Linked DNA regions of Gossypium hirsutum: all the other regions are linked to region 2. The links are chromatin contacts, called in public Hi-C maps. All regions are on one chromosome and are shown on one strand. Each heading gives the region's core, a stretch centred on a gene start, on an enhancer-like site or on the middle of the called end of the contact. The rest is flanking DNA. Distances are from core to core; before and after follow the strand shown. Region 1 holds the start of LOC107954513 (protein CURVATURE THYLAKOID 1A, chloroplastic). Region 2 holds the start of LOC121219101. Region 3 holds the start of LOC107954501 (putative anthocyanidin reductase).

Evidence for each region. Hi-C and Micro-C count contacts between places; a contact is called where the count stands out from the background.
Region 1: a Hi-C map of leaf shows a contact between it and region 2, with 1.6 times the contacts expected there. The contact joins the promoter of LOC107954513 here to the promoter of LOC121219101 in region 2. A contact is called at or near these places in 2 of 34 Hi-C or Micro-C datasets (both in leaf).
Region 3: a contact with region 2 is called in a Hi-C map of leaf, with 2.4 times the contacts expected there. The contact joins the promoter of LOC107954501 here to the promoter of LOC121219101 in region 2. A contact is called at or near these places in 5 of 34 Hi-C or Micro-C datasets (anther, callus, fibers and 1 more).

Annotation. Positions count from the first base shown.
Region 1 is chrD07:23,637,582-23,642,459 of Gossypium_hirsutum_v2.1, reverse strand. It overlaps LOC107954513 (protein CURVATURE THYLAKOID 1A, chloroplastic), which reads right to left and starts at 1,622. Exons shown (of 5, transcript XM_016890098.2): 1 at 1,276-1,622; 2 at 822-910; 3 at 628-735; 4 at 432-503; 5 at 14-214. The coding sequence starts at 1,432. The coding sequence ends at 149.
Region 2 is chrD07:23,495,836-23,500,681 of Gossypium_hirsutum_v2.1, reverse strand. LOC121219101 reads right to left here and starts at 1,709. Exons shown (of 2, transcript XM_041096745.1): 1 at 179-1,709. The coding sequence starts at 1,408. LOC107956119 (a long non-coding RNA gene) reads left to right here. Exons shown (of 6, transcript XR_005915805.1): 5 at 1,716-1,829; 6 at 2,303-2,657.
Region 3 is chrD07:23,312,736-23,317,560 of Gossypium_hirsutum_v2.1, reverse strand. It overlaps LOC107954501 (putative anthocyanidin reductase), which reads left to right and starts at 1,742. Exons shown (of 5, transcript XM_016890087.2): 1 at 1,742-2,063; 2 at 2,137-2,303; 3 at 2,386-2,598; 4 at 2,686-3,068; 5 at 3,161-3,463. The coding sequence starts at 1,919. The coding sequence ends at 3,302.

The DNA of each region.
Region 1 (4,878 bases), core at 373-2,872, 140 kb before region 2:
TAAGAACAGGGCAAACAAAAAGTTTGGCATGGATTACATATACAAGGCAATCCTACGATTACATGATATGATACACATGTCTGTTTTACAGGGTACAAAGGGACCAAAAACAAAATGAAGGCATGGGCATGCCAATCTTTGTGTGCATCTATTCAGTTTCAGCAATCTTCTTCTTCAGTGACTCAATATCCGTAGCTAGTTCCTTCCTGCTTGACTGAGGAAATAAGCTTAGTTGTTAACACATGGTTCTTATGATTAGCGCGGAATGCGTACATATGATTTATTTACCCTAACTAGTCTTAAAAACATTAATAATTTGTAAGTGAAGCCATTGTTTTTAAGTTAAATACCATCTATAACATAAGCACTGAAAGAGGATAACATTAGCCAGTACTAAGATTGATGGGGCTACACAGTTTAATAAATCCTACCTTGAAAAGAAGGTATCTGTAGACAAACCATCCTGTATATCCAAGTCCAACCAACTCCATTATCTTTGGAAGCTGGTAAAACACAGAAAATCATTTCGTTTTGGATCAGTGATTTAATCGAAAGGGAAGATGTGTTGTTAGCCAATCTAATTACGAATACAGATAGCCGAAAGTGTAGTGTTGAGAGTTGAATTACCAAGGGGACTGAGTTGAGAGCACCAACAAAAATAGATGATAACCAAACAGCAACGATTGCCCCACCACCATAAAGAATAACTGTGGACTTGTTCTCAACTTTATCCCACTAATAAAAACAAGGGAAGGAAACCATGTCAGTTGCAGACAGCTCCATCATCTACCAGACATAATAGTATAAGACAATGTCCTCACCTTTTCCTTCAAGTCAGTGAAAAACTCCCCAGCATCGACAGCGGTCTCTTCTGAGGCTTTTGTCAGCAGCTGAGAAAACCTCCGGGATTCTGTTTTAGATGCCAAAAAATGGACATAGATTAAATCATCCTAACCCATAATTAAGAACCTGCATATGCATAGGGACTCTGAATTTTAAATTTATAATGATAAAATTGCATTTTCACTCAACAAAACCATAAAATTTTGATTTAATCCTTTAAAAATTATAAAAATATAAATTATTAAAATGATAAAATTACATTTTTACTATCATCAAAAAAATACAATATTCATTCAAAAATTTTCTGATCGCCACAGTTATTTTCCAAAATTTGAAGTTAACCAATAAGAAAAGAAATCTTGGAACTAGTGATTACATTTCGCAGGTGATGTTGGAAGTGAGTGTTAAAAAGGCCATGTATAAGAGCTGTACCTGGACTTAGCTTAACGGAAGAGGAAAAAGAAGCGCTGGAAACGCGAGGAGGGAGAGACGGCAAGGCAGAGCAGTGGGTGATCCTAGCGGCAGTGTGGACACGTGGAACCAAAATGGCGGTGGCCGCCATGGAGGATGATGCGGCGGAGGCGGCCATATATCAAATAAAATCAAGCTACTTTGGGTGGGTCGGAGTCGGATTTGTGGCCGCTCGAATGCTACAACAAAATCCTATCCTTACGTTGGGTGCATGGCTCTCTTTGTAATTGGTTTTGATGCTAGGGTTGGATGCGTGATTTGGGTGGACGACACGTGGACAGGGTTGGGATTCTGATTGGTGCATTGCCTATCTGCAATCCGCATGTTTCGCTATCTCACATGGCGTTTTGGATCCCACGGGCAGTTCCACATGGCATCTTGTCTTGTCTTGTAATGTTTTGGTTCGTGTTATTTTTTATTTTTTTGGGTAAACTACCTGGATGGTAACCAAACTTTTGCATAGGTTCTATGTTGATCACCTAACTTCAAAAAACTTTCAATTTCATTACCAACGTTTTCAAAATTTAGAATTTTAGTCACCCATAATTAAATTCTTAACAGAAAGCTGATATGAGTCTTTTTTTTATTGACCTAATAGCAAGTTCAGTTTTTCAATGTTTACACATTGTATAAATTTGATCTTAAATTTAAAAATTCAACAAATTTATTCCTCAATTTCTTTGAAAAAAGTTATCGAATTTCGTAAATGACGAAAACGGAGAATCAAAATTGGATGGAAGTTTTATTTTGGTTGGTGGTGGTGTTTAATATGGAAAGTGAGAAACATGTCAAGTTTTAGAGTTTGATGGGGATAATGTTGATTGCAAACAGAGTAAGCATCTAGGAAGTCGTCAAAGAGGTTTTGGGCTAACCCGAACATATTCGATCTCTACCAAAGTTGTAAGTACTAGTAAGTTCATTTGGTGAATCATATTGTTTATAAAGTTCGAATTCGTAAAAGTAATTATATGAATCAATTGAATTTTTTTTAAATTTTTTATACTCTATCTAATTAAGGTTTTCAAACTAGACCGATAATTAAATTGGTCGAGTCGTTGATTCATCGGTTCAATTAAATAAATCATTAAAAATCCCAAAAATATTTTAAAAATGGCTCAAGCAATTTTTTAACTTAACTTAAATCGATCCATACCAATTTACAAATAAATCAATCTGATGTCTCTCTCCGAATCAGAATCTAAACCGATTCTCGATCCAACCAATATATCTAACCGATTTTGTTGAAACAACCATGTATCTAACAGTTACTTTTGAGTCTATAGTTGAATGGTTCTTTATTTCAATACATCGATTGCCCTTAACCCGCAACCTTCATTCAAAAATTATTTTTTTTATTATAGAAAACATTATTAAATAACAATTCGAGTAAAATTATCTAAAAACTCAAATAGTCTAAAGTTAAGCCTAACGCTGTTTTCCATTGCTTAATGAAAAGCTAAGCATTCATCAATGGCTTCAGTTTTTTCTTCACAGGACTCCTTAGACTGTTTCACCATCTCCGCTCGTTCTGCGATGGCCCTTTCTTTCCAATAATCTTTTTGCTTGTAAACACCACCAAAAGAATATATATAAATAAATAAAACTTTTCAAGGTTTTAAAATTTATTTAGAATTAAATTGATAAAATATGTAAATATTAGAGGATTAAGCTTATCATTAGAATAATAAAAAAGGCTAATGTTAGCTTTTGGTTAATTATTTAACGGTGGGGGATTAAAATTTTAAAATTTGAAATTATTAGTGATGAAATTGAAAATCTTTTAAGTTGGGTGACTGAAATAGAACCTATCCAAAAGTTGGATAACCATCCAGGTAGTTTACCCTATCTTTCGGCTTGGTTTGGTGGATCCTCATTGTTTCCTTAAGGGTCTTGCCAAATATTTGCTAAAATGGCCTCATTCTCTGGGTCTTTTAAACCAACAAAAAGGTAATGGTCGGCCCTTAGAATTTTGGTAGTTTGGGCTAATATTGGGCTTCACCAGCAGTCGAGATGGTTGGCCCTTAGAATGTTGGTGACTTAATGTCACATCCTTATCTCTTATTTTTAATATTGTGTCAAATTATTTTTAGTGTACCTATATTATATTTATATATACTTACAATATACTGCCCCACCAATTAAGTCCCAATTCAACGTGGAATTGTCAGATAGTCATTTCTTTTACAAAATCACAAGTGATATTTATATTTTTTATATTTTATATTTTGATAAATCTAAAATATATATATAAATGATGAAAATTATAAAATTTGAACCCAAAACATTATCAACTTCACTATATACATAATTTTATCAGTCTAGCTAAAGTTACATTTAATTTTTAAATCATGTTTTATAAATTTATTATATAAAATTTTTCACTCACATCATGATATACAATCTACTATCTATATTCTAAGCTAATTGAAAAATAAAATACTCATTTTAGTGCTCTCGAATCTATTTTCTCCTAGTTATTACAATAATAACAATATTAACTAAGTTAAAACTAAATCACAATTTAGTTAATTTTATTAATTGTTACTGTATATCACAACATATAAATTTAGGGATGATAATTGTGTGGGACGGGTAAATATTGTTAAATCCACTACGGGTGTTTTGTTGGTTTTTTTCTTAAAAAAATACAAAAAATAAATTATTTACAAAAATAGTATGAATTTTTTTTACCAAAATAATATGAGAGATACATGAAAATTTTAAATTTACATGGCAACTGAGGATTTGAGGTTGACAGGAAACCTCAAAACTTCAAATCGATAGCCAAATACCGATTTGGGAAAATTGTGGCACATTGTTTTTAGCAAATCGTCAAGGTGACTGATGATATGGGGATAAGTGCATCATTAACGCTAACTGCCACCCATCTCCATAAATGTTGATCCCCCTAACCCTATAAATACCCTCAATACCCCACTCCTAACCCCATCAAATTTCTCCCAAAACCTTTCCTCTACGTTCCCAAACCCCTAAATCGATAGTCACCAGAATATTGAAAAAAGTCAACCATTTCCCCATAAAATACCTTAAACTTAAGCCACTCTTTCAAACCTTAAAATCATTCAAAAAAAGCGATTCTTAATTTTACAATCCAAAAAAGGTTAGTTTTTGAAAAAAAATATTTTGTAATTATAATTTATAATTAATTATTTTTTTCTTTTAATTGTATTTGTAAATTTTTTCAGGTTTGGAATAATTGAATCAATAAGATAAGTGTTTATACAATCTATATCATTTAAATTAAAATTAAAATCTGTTGTTTTTATTAAATTATATGTTTATTTTTATTGAAAAATGTGAATAAATTGTATGTTGTTTATAAATGTAATGATTATAGGTATATATTAGTGAATAATGTAAAATTTATGTCATTATATGTTTAAATGAAAAAAATATTGTTATAATTTTATTGGTTTAGTCATCAGTGAAAAATGAGAGTAAATGTGGAAAATTTTTAAATGAAACAAATATTATTATAAATTCATTATAGGTATATTGTAATTAGTGAAAAATGTAAGTACATATTAAAAAAAATTATTTGTA
Region 2 (4,846 bases), core at 460-2,959:
AGAAATTCAAACATCACCTGGTTATCTCTTGTGAATTTTGACACAGAGAGTAAATTTTTAGTTATGCCAGGTGTATATAATAAGGATTTCATGTAAAGCGGTCGCATCTTAGTAAGCAGAGAAGACTGACCAGAGAGTAAGACAGGTAGAGTATCACCATTGCCAACATACACCTTACCTGGCCCATTGCGCGAGGTGTTATCACCAAGAGTGGCAACCGAGTGAGTGAGGTGACGAGTTGCCCCAGAACCCGGATACCAGGCATTGTCTCCAACAGTGTCAGAAGTAGCCAGCAAAGCATGAGGCTGAGACGCATTGATAGATGAAACCTGAGTCTGTGGTGATGGGTTACCAACAAAAGGGTTTGTCCAGTTAGAAGGGGGGCTATTTGATAACTCCAGTTGGGTGGAGGAGCAGACAACACAGGTGTTGGTGACATCATAGCAGGTGAAGTCCAGAAAGAAGAACCAGGTGCATACATACACGCATTTGCCTGTGGTGGAGGTTTATAATTGTTGCTTTTGTAGGACGCATCAAATCTGTAGTAGCAATAATCTACAAGATGGCCTGTTTTCCCACATAGCTGACACTGAAATCGAGTTCCAGAAAACCGACCACGTCCACAACCCCGAGATGCAGATGGTCGATAAGATGGTACAAACTCACTAGGAACAGATTCAGCAGGTTGCTGAGAAACCAGATTGGCAGAACTAGGAATCTCAGCCATTACAACTTGCTGACGAGACTCAGCATCAACCAACATGGTCACAACACTCTGAAGACTATATGGAACCTGACTAGCAACAATAATGGAAACAATAGACTCATATTCAGACAACAAACCATTTAAAATAGTCGTGACATGCTCATGCTCACTGATGACCTCCCTATAGCTGGCCAAATTGTCACAGTAGAGCTTAACTTTCATCAAGAATTCACGCATAGAAAGATCTCCCTTACATTGTGAGTGTAATGCACGGCGATAGAACATTAGCCGAGAAGTAGATTTACTGCCATATAAAGAGACAATGGCATTCCAGATTTGAGCACTCGTGTCCAATCCGATGAGATGAGCGAGAATCGCTTGACTCACTGAGGATAAGAGCCAAGAAGCAAGAGCACTATCTTGCTGTTCGAATCTAACAAACTCAAAATTTTCTTGAGGGACACCATTATCATCTGGAATCGTGGAAGGAGGTGGCACGGTGTGCAAGTCAAGAAAGCTCTGGAGCTTATAAGCTTTTACTGCCAAAAATACTTGTTTCCATAAAAGATAATTGGAATCATCAAGAAGAACACTGACCTTCTTGGTAGAAAAGAACCTGCTATCAACAACACTGCTGGTAAGGTTAGACGCCATCGTGGGAGTTGCGGACTGAGTATCAGATGGACTTGACAGAGAATCCATGCAACCAACAAAACTCAAAAACCACCAACCCAGGATGAGATGACCTCTGATACCATGTTGTATTATACTCAAGACTAACAACAGAATGAATACTTCAAATTATCTTATTCTTAAGTGAAGATGATACATGTATTTACACAAGACGTCATGAGTTGTAACTGCCTTACCAGACTAACTGCTGACTTAACAACTAACAACTAACAACTAACTGACAACTGACTTTCTTTATAATACTCTAACAAGGCTTAAACTGATTACACTTGCATGTATATTCTCTTACTATTTGTGCTGTTTTTTTTTAATTTAGTAGTCGCAGGAGTTTGTTAACACTGCAAATAGATTGTTTGATGGGTTGATAAGCAAGGTTATTGAAATTCCTAATGAAGTATTTTCAGTTAGCAGTGTCGATTTTGATCGTCAGGTAAGCAGACCGATTAAATTATTTCTCAAATGTTTTAATCAATATGTACCATTAGAAGCTCGAGGCTAGTTAGGCAAGCAAATTCATCTAAATTCTTCACCTCCAAATTGCTTCACTGCCCTGCATGTACAACTTAAATGTTGCATTGCTCAAAAGTCGAATTGTTGCTCCTTTTTTATTTTCTTTTATGTTATTTTGGATAAGTAACAGATTTTATTTATCCAAGAAGTTGTTAAACTGCTACTGGTACGCTGTCCACTAGATACACAACTTATAGCATCTCGACTGACTTGAACATAGAGGGATTTAAACCTCAGGCATTAGAAAGACGATTTAATATGTTGCAGTGCTCATTAGACCAGCATGCAAGCCATAAGCATACTACATCGTTATAGTTGATATAGCCAAGTACCACTGCCACTATTGCTTGATATCTTGTATTGATTTTTAATCAAGTTTTGTTGCTTTGACAGGAATTCTGTAAACTTGTTCGAAGAGTGCAAACAAGTTAAAAACAAAGCCAAAATGTGAGTGAAGAAGATAATGAAAAAATAGAATCAACAGTAAGAAGCGCCAGAAAGACCCTCACTCGTTTTCCTCGTACCGTCGCCAAGAAATTGACTACAGAAGAGAGTTTTGATTAATATGATTTGTAATACCATTATTTTGTACCATAGTTAAGTTCATTTTCTTATGCATGTCATATTGCATAAGATTAAAGTCTTAGAAATCACAAAATTATAGAGGCCATCGGCATGTTCTGCTGACAAACCAATATAGTAAAAAAAAGACATTCTTAAAAATTATTGATGTCCACCATCTTTTTTCCTTTAGGTGCCCATGTCTTGCGGTGTTGAACGGACACTTTCTTAATTTGTTGTAGAGCCTTCTATTTCTAAACCACTATTTTTGTATTTATTCACAACATTTTACATGTAAATATCAAGTGGGAGGAAATAAAATTAAAATCTCAACCAAACACAACAACTCATTTCAAAATTCGGAAGAGTAGGCACAGTAGCAACTTTTCTAGTTTAGTCCACAATCATTGACGATTGTTTTCGAAAGCTCAGTAACCACAACTATCTATCTATCTATCTATATCTATATATACACATATATATATCGCCATTGAAGAATATCACCATTTCTGAACAAGAAGAATCGACACTACTAAACAAAAATACTTCATTAGTAATTTTTTCCTTCGTCGGTGTTATCTTCACACACTTTCCATGCCACCACCATTCACAACTGTCACAACCAATCCAAAACTCATCGGAATTGTATCCTCCCCCTTCTCCCCCCGACAGATCCCATAAAAGGTATCGTATTGCTTTTCTTCATCCTTCTCGTAACTATTATCAGTTATCTTAAGATTGTTTCTCGACTACCCATCGAGTGACCTCTGAAAGGCAAAAGGTGGAATGATAAATACAAAAACCAAGCAAGAAAAAATGATGATCCAGTTCGAATTGCATTCATCATTCACCTTAGTGCTCTTTCGTGATTTGCTTCCGCACTCTATTCTGGGTTTGTCTTTGACTTGCTTCCTTCCAGTAACAACTTTAAAGATGGTGCGAAGATCGTTTATCATGCTAAATAAGTGCTTTCTATGGAGTGAAAGGCACAAGACTAATGATTTATAGTCCTATCACAACATCACATGCCAAAATCTGCCACTGTATGCATACCCGTCTTGGATATATACACATATTCAAAACTCACACCTAAGTTTGAGTAACATAGTCAAGCATTCCAATATGAAAATCAGTACTGATAATTTTTCAAATTTCAGAGTCGAAACTCAGGCTCAACCAGTCTCCTTCCTCATTTTTTTTCTTCGTTTTATATCAAGTTATAGACATTCATGTTTTTTTTTATTTGTAATTGACATTCATATTTCAGTATGAATAAGGTATATAACAACATAGCTGTAGGGCTCAAATTTTGCCCGGAGCCCAAAGTAAACAAAAATTCACAGTCCATAACCCCCAAGCCCAACAACTAAAAAACCTAACAACCCAGGCCCAATATGGCCCCAAGGCCCAAAATAAAAATAAACCCTAGCTACTGCTGGCAGCCGCTCCTGCCTCTGCCCAGCCCTTTGTGCGTGACGAGCCTCCTCACGTGCACCACATCAGCGCCTCCATCTGGCCTCCGTACACGCCATGTCCCCTCTTCGTACGTCGTACCTGCAACAACAGACAACCAACGGCGTTGTATTGGCCACATAACCCGCGCGTGTGACCCGACCCGGGGAAGGATCCGCGCGTTTTGCAACATTTGGGAGATTTGCGCAAATGGTCCCCTCTTTTTTGTGCCGGATTCAAATCGGTTCTTTTCCCTTTGTAAATTCCACCCTTTAATTTGCTTCTCGTTTTATTTTAGTCCATGCCGCAGCACAACGTTTTGGAGGGTTGGGAATATTCCCCTTTCAGTCCCCCATGTTATTCGCTCTCTGTAATTTGGATATTTCCTTTTATTTATTTCAGATTTCTCCCCCGAATTACTGCTTTAGTGCCAATTTAATCCTCTGTTTCATTATTATTGCTAATTTTGTTTAGTTTATTATCTTTACTATTGTTATTATTAGTATTATTATTTATATGTCTATTTATCTATGTACATGTATTATTATTTTGTTATTTATATTATTACTTTAAGTTTTGAATTATTATCATATATTAATAGTTAATTTCATTACGTATTTTTTATGTAGTATTATTTTATATTATAAATAAAATTGTATTACCACTTTGGGTTTATTATACATTTGTTTCAAAATTTATTGCGTATTATTGTTTAATCTTCATTATGTATATACGTACATATATCTATTATTTAATGTACTTTGACTTATTCTTTACATAATATTTACTTTAAAATTTATTTGGACACTATTATTTTATGTAGTATTTATCTTTAACCATATTTTTAATTTATTTCAAATTTTTATTTATATATTATTTATTTTAAATTTATATATAATTTCCTTTCTTTCATATTTTTTAGTT
Region 3 (4,825 bases), core at 493-2,992, 180 kb after region 2:
ACACATTAATTTAAGATTTTAAAGAGGAATCCTATATGATATTTAAAATTAGTTTAAGACCCTAAAAAAATATCCTACATATTATTTATAATTTTTCTAGGGTAAATGGTAGACAAGATCTTAAAAAATCAAAGTTTTATTTCGAAGTGGTTGAAAAAGATCAAAACTTTATTTTAAAATTTTCCTTTAAAATGACTAAAAAATAGATTTTTATTTTTAAAAATCTAAAATCTCTTTTTCTTTTTTAAAAAATCACTACTTTTCTTAAAAATTAAATATTTTATTTTGAAATATTGTTTTAAAATTTTAAATTTTCCTTAAAAGGATTAAAAAACAGATTTTTATTTTTAAAAATCTAAACTTTCTCCTTTTTTTTTAAAAAAACCAAAACATTTCCCAAGATCAAGCCATTTAAAAGAAAAACCTTTATTTTAGAAAGGGGAAGGGAAAAAAATAGAATTTTTGGGGCTCTTAGGGGCGGAAGACCAACTGTCTGATGATGTCCATCGGAGCTCAAAACTTGATCCCTTATGATATGTCTATGGCAAAAAGAAAAAAAAAAGGAAAAAAAACATGATGTTTTTTTCCTTTCATCTTAAAAAAAAAATTTGAAAAGCTTTTTTTTTTCTTTCATTTTATTTCATGTATATATATTATTTTTCAATCTTGTTTATTTGTAAAAAAATAATAATAATATTTAATAATAGTAGCAGTAATGATAATAATAATTTTGACTCTTGACAGACCCCCAAAAAAAAGAAAAAAAAAAGAAAAGCCTTCAATTCATCAAAATCAGGTGAGCTTCGAACAGACCCAAAAGAGAACAAAAATTTAAAAAGAACAAAAAAAGAGTAATCCTTCAAATTGTGTTCCAAACATAGAGAAAGGTTTGTCCCACATGTTTCTCCTTTCATTTGCCCTTCCATTTTTCTTAATACCTTCTTCATTCCGTCTATCATCTCAAATCATCATTTTTATAAATATGTGGAGCAATCATGATTAAAAATTAAAATTTTAATATTTAATTTTTGGGTTTTGAGATAATAAAATTAAGTACCAAATTTTGGATATTGCATGGTGTTACAATATTTTTCAAATGAAACGACTCTCACACTTAAATTGTTTCTCTTTTGATTTTAAATGTAGGACACAAAATATTTTTTAATATAATTTTAAATGTCTTTATTTATATAAAATATAATTTATAGGTCATAGATCACATTTTATATAAATATATAATTCTACAAAGATTCTTATATTTTTATACAAAAATTTTGAGATTTAGTTGCTCTACTATCTCCACGCTACAAAAGCAATGTTGATGGCATAACTGGTTATCATGTCCACTTTCTCTGCAGCATTCAAAAGTTGAAAATGACAAAATCTAAACCTCTAAATTACGCATGAATTACACTAATAACAAAGTTGAAGGTATGAAGGAAAAAGCTTTGATTAATCCACTTTACATTGCCACATTCAACTTTTGAAATAATAATGCAGAGATTACAAAATCATTCATGAACATCCATATAAAATAATGAAATAATCTACGGTAGAGATTTGTTTGGTTGAAACATGTAGTGACATAATCGAGGCGCTGCAATCAAACAAAGAATAGCAGGCATTTTTCTCCTCGCAATGCCGTGTAAATCCCGTCTTTTGATTATATTCTCTATAAAATAGTTAAAAGGAAGATACACATTTTATCCTAGCAGAAATGCCGCTTTATTTTCTATATGGCAAGAAGGAAATAGGTTGATCCTCAGTCCTGTATAAAATAATTAAAGTATACTTTGACATAAATTTAATTTCCATAATTAATAAATTATAATATTTAAGATTAAAATTAAATAAGTATTTCTATGATTAATTATATTTTACGCGAGGGGTCACTCTTGTTGTTAGATATGATATATACATGGATAAGAGAGAGAATTTAGCAGCAATGGAGAAGGGTAAGTGCAGGGTATGCGTTACAGGAGCCGCTGGTTTCATTGGCTCTTCTCTGGTCAAGAAGCTACTAGAGAAAGGATATACTGTCCACGCCACCCTCAGAAAGTTGGGTACACTTAGTATCTCTCTTCCATTTCTGTCATCGTGTTTGATTATGTTTCTAATGCAATATTTTCATGACAGGCGATGCTTCAAAGGTTCAACTCCTTAAGAGCTTTCCTCACGCGGACACAGAATTAGTTTTGTTTGAAGCTGATATAAACAGGCCAAATGAGTTTGAGCAAGCTATTCATGGCTGTATGTGCGTTTTCCATGTTGCGACTCCCTTGCAACCCTCTGATGCTTCTCAGGTTTCTCTCTTGTGACATTACTTTTTCATCCTCTTTATAGTTTAATCTTTGAACCATGCCGGTTTTGACGATTTATGAACAGTTTAAAAACACGAGTGAGGCTGCAGTTTCTGCAATAAAAAGTATTGCAGAGTGTTGTATAAAATCAGGTAGTGTGAAACGATTAATCTACACAGCCTCTGTTTGTGCTGCATCGCCATTGAAAGACGATGGGAGTGGTTACAAGGAATCCATAGATGAAACCTGTTGGACGCCCCTTAATCTTTCACTTGCTTCCTCTAATGGCTTCTTTAAGGCAAGTTGTACATTTTATTACTTGAAAACAATATATGAGATCACGATAGCTAAGAATCCTGTATGTTTATTGTTGGGGGTCGTGTAGGATTACACAGTATCAAAGACATTGGCAGAGAATGAAGTTTTGGGGTATGGGAGCAGTGAAAAAGATGGTGGAATGAAGGTGGTAACCGTAGCTTGTGGCATTGTTGGAGGAGATACTGTTTTATCTTATACACCTGGAAGTGTGGCTGCTTTCATTTCACAAGTTACACATAACGCGCATTCATACCGAAGTGTGAAATACGCGGAAGAACTGCTGGGGAAACTTCCGATTGTACACATAAATGATGTTTGTGAAGCTCATATTTTCTGCATGGAGAAGCCTTCCATCAGCGGTAGATTTTTAATTGCCAGCGCTTTTGTTTCGGCAGCACAACTTGCTGGTTGCTATCAACTGCATTACCCAGAATTTAATGTTAAAGCAGAGTAAGTATCCCAAACCATTCATCTTGAGTCGTAACTAGTTTCTCCTGCATGCTATGATCTATATATATTTATTAATGGAAAATGAATTTCAGGAAATTGGATGGAGCAAAAGGAGATACCAAGTGGGGGTCTACCAAGCTTATTGAAAAGGGCTTTGAATATAAATGTGATTTGAAGATGATAATAGATGATTCCATCAGGTGTGCAAGGAGGACTGGTGATCTTCAGCACTAATAATTGGTGTCGAGAGTAGTGGTCTGTTTTATGAAATTTAAGCTACACTTCAGGAGCTTTAATTGGATTTGGATCTTTAGTCCAAGCCATCTCGATTGTACACTCTGTTTTTTATTGGCTTAAAATCCTTGCAGTTCAATTTGTGTTTCGGTTGGCCCAAATTAGCCTTATTTTGCTTGTACTACTTCCACACATCCAAATCACAATCCTTAAACAACTAGCGTTACTTTAGTCCATAGCATGGATAAGCACACCTACGTCAAGTCCATTTTAAGAATCTTTTATACTACTAGAAATTTTATCACACCCATTTACTACCACATATTTAGAAATTAACATATAAGAAATAATATATGCAATTAATGGAGGTGGATAATAAAATTAAAATACATAAGAAAATCAAAATAAAAGACTTGATTGAGTGATAAATTTAAAATTTTTTTTCTAATTTAATTGGCATTGATACAAATCACACAATATCTATATTTTTATTATTTTTTAAATTAAAATGATTAAAACATTTTCGAATAATATAACTTATTTTAATAATTTCCTAATCAAATTAATACACATGACACCAATTCAATCTGAAGCACTTCTATCCCGTGACAGGTGATTTTTTTGGTTTTTTGAACTGGAACGTGGGGACATGGGGAGGGAGAGAAGGAATAAAGGAAAATAGTAATAATATATTGAAAATCAACTGACTCTGTGCCATCGTTATTACACATTCGAATTCAAATGTTTTGAGGGTATAATATCTTTCACTTTAAAGACCGGAAGTTAAAGTATTGTTTAAATATATAAGTTAATTCATAAAATCATTGGGGTTATCTGTTAGCTCTCATTTTACGTAATTTATAATTGATTATTCAAAGGTAATTTTAAATTTATTTACATAAATTATTTAATTAATAATTAATAATTAATAATTCTATCATATGTATTACAAGTCTAATTTATGTATATTTAATTGTTAAATCCCGAGCGAAGCTAAGTACAAAAACCTAATTTATAACATACATTGGATAGCTTCGCTGGATCATGTCCTGGCTTCCTCATGTATAAGAAAAAGCCTTACATTGAGAGGCCAGTAGACGTTTGGCCTTCAAACGATTGACTAACTTTTTTTTTTAATTAGAATTTGACACGTTGATGATGGGAGGAAAGAAAGGAAAGCCTGAAATAGATTTCGTCATGGTTTGGCTCATTCGTTCAGGTTTGAAGGTTTACTCAAAAAGTGAGAAAGTTTGGGTAAAAATATAAGCTTTGACAAATAGGCTTTGACAAAAAATAATACTCGTTTTCTAAACGAACCAAGCCTCGGATAAAATTTTTTGATCTGGCCTGGCCTGAATTTGCCTAAAATTTTTTTCACTACTGTTTAGCGTTGGTTTGTTGTTGTTTACTACCATTTTGATGTTGTTTTATTGTCATATTGCTATTATATTACTACTATTTTGTTATTATTGTTTGGATATTATATAACTCTTATTTTATTACTAATTTTGCTACTATTTTAG